Regions from separate parts of the Triticum aestivum genome. Here region 2 is linked to region 1. Evidence: chromatin contacts called from public Hi-C data. All regions are on one chromosome and are shown on one strand. Each heading gives the region's core, a stretch centred on a gene start, on an enhancer-like site or on the middle of the called end of the contact. The rest is flanking DNA. Distances are from core to core; before and after follow the strand shown.

Region 1 (5,589 bases), core at 1,253-3,752:
GGGGTAGAACACCACGTCATATCATTCCTACGCAACCGCTGAATATAATTCCTCCGTGCTCTCCATACGGTTCTCCCATAAAGGTACTTTGTATTTTTCTTGCCTTCTTTAAGCTAGGTGATGCATGAGCGCCGGAGCCAAAGCATCTCCTCATGGTACGTAAGCTTATCTAGCTCATTCATCTTGCATCTAGAATCATGTCCATTCGCACCATCAACTGAAGCGGCTTTAATTCATCTTGCAATTTTTCAATGTTTCGGGTAACATGACCAAAAATATTTTTGCTCCAATCTTACAAACACTTCATCATCTCCTTCAAAGAGTTCGACATTGAACCGAGGTTGTTGCTTGACCTCTTCCTATCCCACGCCACACCAATGATTCCCGGCAATGCCGGTTCTCGCTCCCACATAATTCCGTACATGTGATTGGAGCGTCCGGCCCTCCTCTGCCAGAAGTTACACAAGAACCGAACAGTGGTCCGAACAGGAAGTAGCCAAATGACGAACACGTGCATCCGGGAAAAGATAACAACATGATTCATAAGCACAGGCACGGTCTAAGCGGACCCGAACATTATGATCTCCCCCTTGCATGTTATCATAAGTGTATGGGATCCCACAGAAACCTAAGTCCAATAGCTCGCAGACCGTCAAACAATCGCGAAACACCATCATTTGGGCCTCGGCGCGCAATGAACTTGACAGATGTTCATGCTACCATATGGCCCCGTTGTAGTCTCCACACACCATCCATGGCTCGTCCGAAATACGTGAAGTCGCTCCAAATGTTCCCACATAAAATGACGATTTTCCACACGAGGTTCGCCGTAAACAAACGTACACCACCATCTCAAATTAGAGCTCACGTCCACCACCTGGGCATCAATATATCTTGCACACGATTCAATCACAGTTACTTGCAACGATTCATCTGAGAACAAAGCCAAACCACCACTCCTTTCATCCCTACTAACTCCATGAAAACCCTTTAATCCTAACTTCCACTTCATTTACACAATCTGATCAGAAGCTTGCCTCGTCTCGCAAAGAAAGACAAGATTGGGGGAATTGGCTTTTGAGAGGCCAACACCTCATGAACTGTCAAGCGGTTCCCACCCCCGGCAATTCTAGAATATTTCAAATACTTTTTAATGTAAATTTGGTCAAACTTTCCAAAGTTTGAAATCTGAGAAATCTTATATGCGAAGTAATATAACATGTCATTCTTTTTGTGTTACAACAACAGAAACATAAGGTGAATATATTAACTAGAATCTGGCGGAAGAATCGTGGGTGCAAGACTCCAAGCCGTCATCTTCTAGGTGACTCTGAAACACGCAAGCACCGTCACGCGGTCGCCCACTAGCTTAGACACACACAATCATCTGATAGCTGGATTTTGGAGTTACGCAGGGTGCTGGTGGCTTGTTCCTTCGTCCCCTACGATCCTTGCTAGCGGATGCATATCTGTTAATGTAGTTTGCTTCTGGAATCCGGAATTCTGGATCCAGTGCTCCGGCCTCTTCCTGCCTACGTACGTACGTACACGTACGTATCCCAGGCCTCCCGCCGGCTACAGCCAACGTGCTTATGTGTGCGCTCGTGATTTGTCCGTGCCGTGCAATTATACTTGCATGTACTCCCTCCGTTCCAAAATATAAGTCTTTGAAAAGATTCTACTATGAACTATATACGGATGTATATAGATGCATTTTAGGTGTGGATTTATTCATTTTACTTCGTATGTAGTCTATCTAGTAAAATCTCTATAAAGACTTACATTTAGGAACGGAGGGAGTAGCAGTGTACTTGATCTAGATGACAGCGACAAAAGCGTCGCTCTATTGTATGTACTACGTACGTATGTAGAGGAGTAGCTGGCATTTTTAATGGGATTGGCTGCGAGAAGTAGCGATCGCCCTAAGAGCATGTGCCGCTCGTGCAATCAGTGGACACCTTTAATCCCACAATCTACCGGTGTCCACATCACAGCATACCACTTGCTGGAAACCGACGTGCGACAGAGCCACTTTACGGCTGCTCTCGGTTGAATTATTGTCGAAACACTGGGCCACAACGGCGATAGAAGTCCACCCATATTTTGCGACGAGAAATCCACGCGCTGATTGAATGGTATCAACAAGTTGGCCAAAGGTATTATTATCCACAGTAAGAGCTGATCTATAATTGCATAGGATAGATATAGATAGAACACAACAACCGAACCGATCGTCGATACCAACCTGTACAACAGTAGTAGGACGTGCAGCCGGGTGTGCCGCGGTTTCTGACGTGGTGCCGACGAGCCTCCAACTCAGCCCCATATGGCCGCTATGCATTGATCTCATCACTCTTCTTGTCAAAATAGAAAAAGGAAGCAATGGTGGCTTGGCGTGACCTGTGCCGTTGAGCGCCTGGACGGACTCCGTTCCTACTACCTTCGTCGGCAGATTCGGTTCTCGGCCAGCGGTATCCGGCTGCGGCTGGTGACGGGTCCTTGCATGCATCCAGTCAGCGCCAGGGCGGCTGCATGCGGGCGGCTCGCTCTCATGCGCACGGGAGGGGGCCCCGGCCCGGACGATCGAGCTAATTGAACGGTGATAATGCTTTCCGTCCGACGTGGCAATTAAAACTGAATCGTTATCCAATGGCATCCTCCCGATCTGCGACGGGTGGGGTCCTCCAACTAGCGAGGGGTCCCGCGCCGTACGTGAGATTATCGCCTGCATTATGCCGTGGTCCGCCCGATCCGTGCTGTCGCGTGAACAGCAATCTCGAACGGCGCCAGCAACCGGAGGAGACCACTCCTCTGTTGCTTTTGGTTGCGGTTTTCGAGCGGACCGGTGAAAAACCTTCGAGGAGCCCGGCCTACTAGTCGCCGGCCGGCTAGCGGCGGGTCATGATTGATAGCCAGGCCACGCAGGAGTCGTGCATGCTCGCCAGAGCGTTCGTTGCCCGTCGTCGTCTTCGTTGTCACGGTAGCGGGAGGAGCTCTGGATCTGCTGGTCTCCGCCGAGACGAGGACACATGATACGCTTACGGGGATGGGATGACGGTTCGTCGGTTTCGTGGTAGCGCATTGTTTTGCCTGGAATCGCGCGTTTCGCTTATCCTGGACCTGGAGCCTGGAGTGCAGCGGGAGGGATGGACGAACTGCTTGCTTCTCTGCCGACGGGACGCTTCCCCAAGGAGCTGTTTTGTCTGCTTAAAAATGTTGACTTGTGTACGCTTCTCTTAAGATAAAAAGTGATCATTTCTTGTCTTGCTGCATCAACATACGTCCAGGGATGAGGCTATTAGCCCGTTTGCGTCCCGCATCCTGCACTTAGTGGTTCCTCAATCCATGATGCTAGTATTTTTTTCGTCCAGAAGACTGTCTGCCATGCAGTAACGTCAGCCTTTCCAACCACTCGATTGTGATGCCACCGCTTTCTAATAAGGAAACAATCGGACAAGGTAACCAACTTCACATTGTAGGACACAATATGGTGAGAGCAACAACACCCAGGCCCGCTCAAGGGACGTTCAAGGATCATTCAGTAACCTTTAGCATCATATTCTCACAGGCGCTTTTTGTGTGCATAGTTGGCCACACTCGCCCTGCCACCGCCTTATTCCAGCTTACTCCACCTCCTATGGCGAGTGGCGTTTGCGCCACCAATGCTGTTGGATTACCGAATATTTTCCTACGCAGAATGCCCGCTATGGCCAACATTGTACCCTAGGGCATCTTCAATGGTAACCCGTAAATTTTCTTCCACGGCTGTCTACAGAAAGGAAGGACCAATCCCAGACATAAATGTGGGAAGACAACATTCAACCGTAGCCGCATACATTTTGACAATAGTTCAAACCAACCGGACAAAATTCGTGTAAACCGGGCGAATTTTGACACGAATGGATTTTATATAAATATGATGGATTTCATTACATTTATATCAACTAAGGGATGTTAGTCCAGCTCTGGAGGTATAATTAATACCTAATCTGAATGGTCGTCGGCGCCCGTTCCCCGTGTCCAAACATGAGCCCCGAGAACTGAAACTTCTCCTTCTCCAGCTCTGCCTCCGTAACTTCTGTCTCCAGAGCTCCGAGAAGCGAGGCTGTCCTCCTCCACGTCGCCAAGCGGCTAATCGGCCGATGATTTTGAGCACACCAAGCTTGGCTTCAACGGGAGGGGAGGAGTGGTGGCCTTCTTGGGATACGAGCAGCGACGCCTACCGTGCACTACTCTTCCTCACTGCCGGCGCTGCCCCGTGGACGTGCCGGTTTCGTGGTCGTGGCGGCGGGGCACTGTCTCGGCGCTGTCCTCCTCCTCGTCGGTCTCGCCGAACACCGCCTCGCCCGCCTCGTCACACTCCTTGTAGGCGGCCGCCACCTCCGCCACCCGTTGGCGGTACAGCCAGCAGGCGAGGCGACTCTCGCGTGCGGAGCGGTAGGACTCGAGGAACGCCTCCTCCGCCAGGTCCGCGTCCCGCGCGACCGCCGTGCCGGCGGCATGCTGCTCCACCGCCTACTAGTGCTCCTGGAGGAGGTGGTGGTTGTAGGCGGTGTCGGCCTGCGCCTCCAGGAACTGCCCCTCCCGCACCATGTCCATGTAATGGGCACAGGCCTCGCTGAAGTTCATGGTGCAGTGCACCGGCGAGGATGGTGCGAAGGAGGAGGAGGAGGGTGGCGCGGAAGAGTAGGAGGGTGGCGTCGGCTGGTTGTCGTCGGTGTCCTACATTGGGACATCATCGTCCTCCGGCTGCCTGCCAGCCAGCCAGCCGACAGCAATAGCGGTCATCTCCTTCTTCTACTTCGGCATCAACCCGTCCCGGAGAGCTTTGGTGGGCGGCAGAGACGGACGGGTGGCGCCGGAGGAGACACCTCGGCAACCACATGCCATCAATGTGGGCGGCAGACGGACGGATGGGCGGTTGTCGTGTCGTTTGAACGTGTAGCAGTCGCCTGCATCGGGAAGTGGCGCGGGCAGCGCTCTCTCGGCCGAGCGCTGCTTCAATGCCAATGGTAGTGAGCGGTCACGTCCACTCTGGCCGAGAAAAAATGCGGGCACTGGCGCTTTGGAGCGGCACTGATCGTTTCGGACGAGAAGCGTGCGCAGGCGAGGGAGGGGTTTTTGATGGGTTAGGGTGGTCAGAAGCGGGCCGGACTCCCACAAAGCCCCACCACCACCACCACATAAACGTTTGTCTCCGGTTTGCAAGAGAAAACATGTTTGAACCGTGTTGCGGATCGATATAGGCCCGCATTGCATGGCATCCGTTGTTCGGACAGCATGGTCCAAATGAAGGCAGGAGGCTTGAGGGTCGGCATTGGAGATGCCCTTACTCGTGTAAGCGGAATAGTGGATAGAACTATTATAACCTTGGTAGGCGAAAAAAATGGAGTGGGAGGACAAGAAACTTGGTGGCTACGAAGAGACCTCCTATTTGACCCCTTGTGCGCTCATATGCGGCTGCTTGCTAGCTCGGTGTCACAGTCAACCGTTGACCTGTTAACCGTCAACTTTTGAAAAAGGTTCATGATTTCGGAAAAATAATGGATTTGAAAAAGTTCACAAATTCAAAAAACTTATAAATTCAAA
Region 2 (5,589 bases), core at 2,099-4,598, 240 kb before region 1:
GGACAAAAAATATACGCGCGTCCGTTTAGGTCGACACGTTGGGCCGTTTTTTCTGTCCGCGCCGACCCAAACGGACGGCCGCGGACGAAATAGGTCGCCCCATTGGAGTTGCTCTAAGACGGCACGTTGATTGCCCATGCAACGCGGGACGACGCGTGCACCGCGGGGTACGTAGTGCTTGGCGCAAAGTCATCGTCATATCCACTATACTAGTGCTAGTATGATGATGTGCTGATAATGGATGGAGCAAGTGAATTTTCTCTCCCTTTTGTTCGGTTGTCTATTTAAAGACGTCCTATCCTATTTAAAAAGGCTAAAGGCCTACTGGAATGGAATGAGGCTACGGAAAAGGGCTCGGAGCAGTACCAAGATTCGTCTGAGAATGAGTTGGTCATGTCGCCAACTGTTTTGGCTAGAAAGAAAGCATGGCTAGCTAGCTAGGAACGTTGCTGCACATACGATCACCCATCATCCGGACGAGATGCGTGGACCACCACACAATATCATCCAAAGTGCGTCGACGTCTCGACGGTCCATTTCTGGGTGCAACGAACAAGGGTGCTATTCACCAAAGTAAAATGAACTAGTACTACAAAATTCTTCCTCCATGCCGTGGTAGCGGTGATGGACGGAAAGTACGAGCTCAGCAGGACGGGGAAACTAGCAGCGTGAGAAGCAGCAGAGCCCCACCTGACCTTTTCCTTTCCCGGCGACGGTTCGCTCGCGTGCCCGGTGTCTGGGCGAGATCTGGAACCAGAAGAAGAAAGAAAGAAGACCGCCCCACACGCGGCTTGCAGTTGCAGGTGGATCACGTCAGGGCATCATGATCATGGTAACCCGCACTGGGAGTGGGATGTTGGCGCCCGTCGCAGCACCCGCCAGGAGATCCGCGCTCGTGTGTTTCCCCGCCGCGGTGCACCCAATCGAAGCCCCGCAACCTCTGCCCCCAGCCGCACCGACCTTCGTCATCATGCAAAGCCAAAGCCCAAAGAGAGGACGGCGCAGAATTACCATGAGGATCAGCACATATTTTTACCTTTTTGTTCGTAAAGCAAAGCAAGCGCACCACAAAAACAAAGCGGGTCACCACCGGCCGTAGTAATCAGTCACGGTCTCCAACCTCGTTTAACCGCCTCTGACTGAAACAGCATGCGGCGTGCGTGCGCCTGCCGCTGCAGCTGTTAGCTGTCACGTTGCATGTCTGCCACGCGCGGCCCGGCTCGGCCATCTCGCTGCCTCCGGGCCCCATGACCGGGTGCCGCTACGGGGCCCAGCGCGCAGTGGCAGCCGCGAGGCGTGTTCCATACACGGTTCGGCTTTCGCATCCGAGTACCAGGATCTGTATACTCTGTAGGCCACGTTCTGTTTAGCTGTGGGTGGTACAGTAGCTAATTCCGCTGTCACCATGAGAGGGCAGGATCGACAACTCCGTGCCGTGCTAGGGTGGGGCCGCGGTACTGTGACTGACAGGAATTTCACGTTACTGCAGGGATGGGATGTTGGGGGTCGTCCTGCCTACGTTTGTTGGCCATAAAAGCCGAGATAAGCTTCCGGATAACTAACGAGAAACTCGCGACTTTGCAGTGTAATCAAGTCCTCTCAACGATCTGTTTCCTTTTCGCGTTGCAGGTAAACCGTACGTACTTGCGATCTCGCCCCGTAAATAAATGTTAGACTTGTGACGAAGAAGGCGTCCTTCCATGGCCATAGAATTTTGCTGCAAACGACCGGCGCTCGTCTCTCGATTAATATCGCGGCCGTGCCAGCGGGCCGCCATAGGACATTCTCTGTCAAATAAACTCAGGATCAGGTACTTGCACCTACTACTAGTACAATATTTTCCAGCAGTATTTTTTTCTCTTAGCAATTGATCATTTTCTAGTTTTCTTAAAAATCGTAGTATACACGACGGCTCAAACAATTCACGGGCACTTACTTACCTTGGGTCCAAATACTTGCACAGGACTCGTGCAACCCCACATTGTCCCGGTTAAAGCATATTTGGCCCTTTTTACTCGAGTGCGGTTCGTCGAAATCGCTGCTTTCAGTAAAGAAAACGAATCTTCATGGATCTCCAAGCAAATGAGTGAGCTGAGGCGACGATCGACAACAAACCTTAAGGCCCTAGCCACTTATTATTAATATCCATAGACTACACCAATAAGCGCACCCATCCAGGCTCATGGAAACACGAGAACCGGATAGAAAAATATATCTACTTATTGTAATGCACGACCTCCTATTGACCATAACACGACCATTTTTTTATGATAAAAGAATGACGCCTTGATTCTTTCCATGGAACATACAATACTCCCTCCTTTCCGGTTTATAGGGCTCAATTCAAAAACTCACTAACCAAGGTAGATGGTGAGTGATGGAATAATTTTTGTAGTTTGCAAAAACACTCAATTAATGCGCTTGTTTTCCTCAAACAATTGTGTTTACCAATGCATTAATTACAGTGCATGCATGCATAAAGCACATGCATTGGTCAATTTTCTTTTAATACTTGCATGCAATGATTTAATACCCCTTAAAATTTGAACATGTGATGAGAACAACCAAATTGAGCCTTATAAAACGGGAAAACTAAAATTTTAAGATAAGCCTTATAAAGCGGAAAGAAGGAAGTACTACACAAACACCACAACTAAATGCTTCAAACAAAAACTGGAGTATAAGGCTAGTCATAGTGCATTTCAAGAAATTTTTACTTATGTGGCAAGTATTTAATGTGAGGTGGTAACATAATATGTTACTGTAACATAGCGCTTCCCAAGACAAGATGAGTCTGCAAGCCAATAAATGAAGCCATCTATGACACTACTATCATGTTACTTTAGGTAGTAATTTAGACTAGTGTAATGCCCACTATGACCAGCCTAAACAAACAAGGCCGGCCAAATGGAAGCTACTTATCCCTTTAATCTTCTTGCATTTTAATGAACACGAACAAAATCGGAAACAATTAAATGGGGCCTTCTTTATCTTAGTATTAGTATTTTAATGAGAACACAAAAGAAGTCGTCAACACAGGAATGGAAACAGGCAGTCAGACCTGTGTTGGTGGTGCGAGACCACTAATCTCCAGGGGCAGTTGGGTAACTCCACCACCCCAACTGAAGTCGTGGAGCGGAGGGCGCAGCCGCCCGCATCCAACGGTCCAAACCGGAGCCTCCAATCCACAGACAGCTCACGCGCACCCCGCCCCTCCGTCCCCGCAGTATCCACGAGAGTGCCACCGTCCGGCCGGCGCAGTCCGGCGCTGCCCGCAGGGGCACATCAGTAATTCGCTTTTCTCTGCTCTAAATATTTTCGCCAGCGGCCTAAGTAACGGATCAAGAGCAAAGGGGAAAAAGACACAAGAGGCATGGTGGAGGCAGGGGACGGAGGTTTGAAATTGTGAGGGAGAAGCGAAACAAAAGCCCCGAGGGGAGCGGGGGGAGAGAGGGAGATAGCGAGCGGAGTAATTGCGTTTTTGTTGGGGTTTTCGTCCTGATTCGGGAGTGGAGGTTGAGTGGGGGGAGAAATCATCCTGTTTCTCCGGTGCTGCTCGCTTTTGATGCGTTTCTTGGGCGATTTCTGCTGCCGCTGCCGCTTCTAGTGCCTTGATTCGGAGCAGGCTTTGCTTTGGTTTCGGGTTCTTTCGCCTTTCCTTTCGCCAGAGATCGCCGGCTTTTGCCGCTGCCCAGGCGTGGCCGTGCCGTCCCCTCTTCCCTTGAAAAATCGCGCGAAGTCTGGGTTCTTTTCACCCCCGTCCCTCGGTGCGGCACCGCCAAAATCTGTCCTTGGCGCCTGCGATTGGTGCTGTTTTCGGGGCCGGGAGTGTGAGATTTCGACAGATTTCTTGGGGGGATTTTGAGGCCTCCTGGTGCCTGGTCGCGTAATTCGGGGTTTGGGTGGGTGTCGCTTTCGGGCCCTTGCCGAGCCAGGGGGGTTCATGCGCCTGGAGTTGGCGCTGATTTGATGAGAAATGGACAAGTTCCTGGCCTCCACGGCGCTCTGCTGTAAGATTTGGCGTATTGCCGTGTGAGCCCTTGCGTGCGCTCACTGGTTTGGTCCGGTGGCTTGTTGATTCCTCGGCGGTGATGCTCTCTGCAGCCGCCGTGATGGCGCCAGTCCCGGCCGCTCCCAAGAGCTCCCTCGAGGTCTTGCTCGAGACCATAAAGAAGCGCGACGAGCGGCCCAAGGATGAGCCGCCGGCATTGCCGGCCCGCCCGACGTGCCGTGGCCGTCTGCCCAGGGCAAGACGGTCGCCGACGCCTCCTAGGGTTCATCTCGAGGATGGAGTGGCAGAGGGTGCTGCAGCGGATACTGACAAGAAGCCGGAAGCTGTACCGGATACTGACAAGAAGCCGGAAGCTGTGAATGAGAATAAGCCAGAGATTGAGAAGGAGAATACGCCAGAGGTCAAGAAGGAGATTGGTGGGCAGGAGGCCAAGGAGGGGAAGGCTGTAAATGGTCGCATCTTTGGGGCCAAGAGAAAGCTATGCAGTGTGGAACCAGTGGACGAGTCTCCATATGTTGAGAACCTCCACGAGGAAAGGAAGGATGCAATGGCCTGCAAGGAGCATCCCTCTCCTTATTTTTCCTCAGCAAGAGCAAAGAGAAATGGGAAGCCAGTGTTTACTGATTCCATGGACTATGTCCTCCAGAAGGTTAGAATCTCATTGTTGGTGAAATTCATGAGATTTATCCTATTATCATGTGAACAAAGTAACAGATAACATGTTGCAACAAGTTCAATTTGTCTCTGTAGCATAGAATTAGGCTGAATACTTTCTCTGATATGATGGCAAAACTCGTTCAGTATTTAACACCAAGAAATGTTAATCAAATTACTACTCACATATGTTTTTACATATTTACTTACAACTCCCTTCTGTATCTACAAAAGAATTTAATGTTTTTTCTATAAGTATATAGGACTTATTATCCCGACATTTAGAAGTAGACGAAGCCACTGTTTTTTAATGCTCGTTCATGGTCAGGAAAGCATATACATACTTGCTTTGGCCTATGTGTCAAGTAATTTGGCATGTTACGGTGATCCTCACAATATAAATATGTTGGATAAACAGAACAATTTTGCATGTGCTTGGAATTAGTTCTGATATTAACCCTTTCCTTTGATGATTTGAGTCTGATGTTATGGTAGAAAAAATGAGGCAAAGCAATAATATTTTAATTGTTTTTCAGAAGCTACGGGTTTGGTGTTCTGCATCAGATGAGAAGTGGGAACTTGGACAGATTGAATCAATTTCTGGAGATGACGTCGAAATACACCTTGTTAATGGAGAAGTGAGTCTCATGTTGCTGTGATGGTATAGCTATTTGGGTAAACTTTGGTATCATTGTTACTTATATTTTGTTTGCGCAGGTTTTGACGCTGCCACCAGAAAGACTTTTGCCTGCCAACCCTGATATTCTAGATGGAGTGGATGATTTGATCCAGATGAGCTACTTAAATGAACCTTCTGTCCTTTACAATCTGCAATACCGATACTCTCGTGATCTTATCTACGTACGCACTATCCACCAAGCTCTAGATTGTTCATGGTCCAGTCAATGTCTCTTCATTTGTGT

Evidence for each region. Hi-C and Micro-C count contacts between places; a contact is called where the count stands out from the background.
Region 2: a contact with region 1 is called in a Hi-C map of leaf, with 5 times the contacts expected there. The contact joins the promoter of LOC123052399 here to the enhancer-like site in region 1. A contact is called at or near these places in 2 of 5 Hi-C or Micro-C datasets (both in leaf).

What each region holds. Positions count from the first base shown.
Region 1 is chr2D:170,473,059-170,478,647 of IWGSC CS RefSeq v2.1, reverse strand. No RefSeq gene overlaps it. Among protein-coding and RNA genes, the nearest start is that of LOC123052397, 26 kb to the right of the region's middle. Within about 2 kb of position 2,502, at least 7 of the 8 cell types and tissues checked have an H3K27ac peak or open chromatin away from gene starts, as enhancers often do. A contact at or near this core is called in leaf, where this site is marked.
Region 2 is chr2D:170,709,472-170,715,060 of IWGSC CS RefSeq v2.1, reverse strand. LOC123052399 (myosin-3) reads left to right here and starts at 3,348. Exons shown (of 24, transcript XM_044475547.1): 1 at 3,348-4,661; 2 at 5,203-5,304; 3 at 5,384-5,527. The coding sequence starts at 4,092.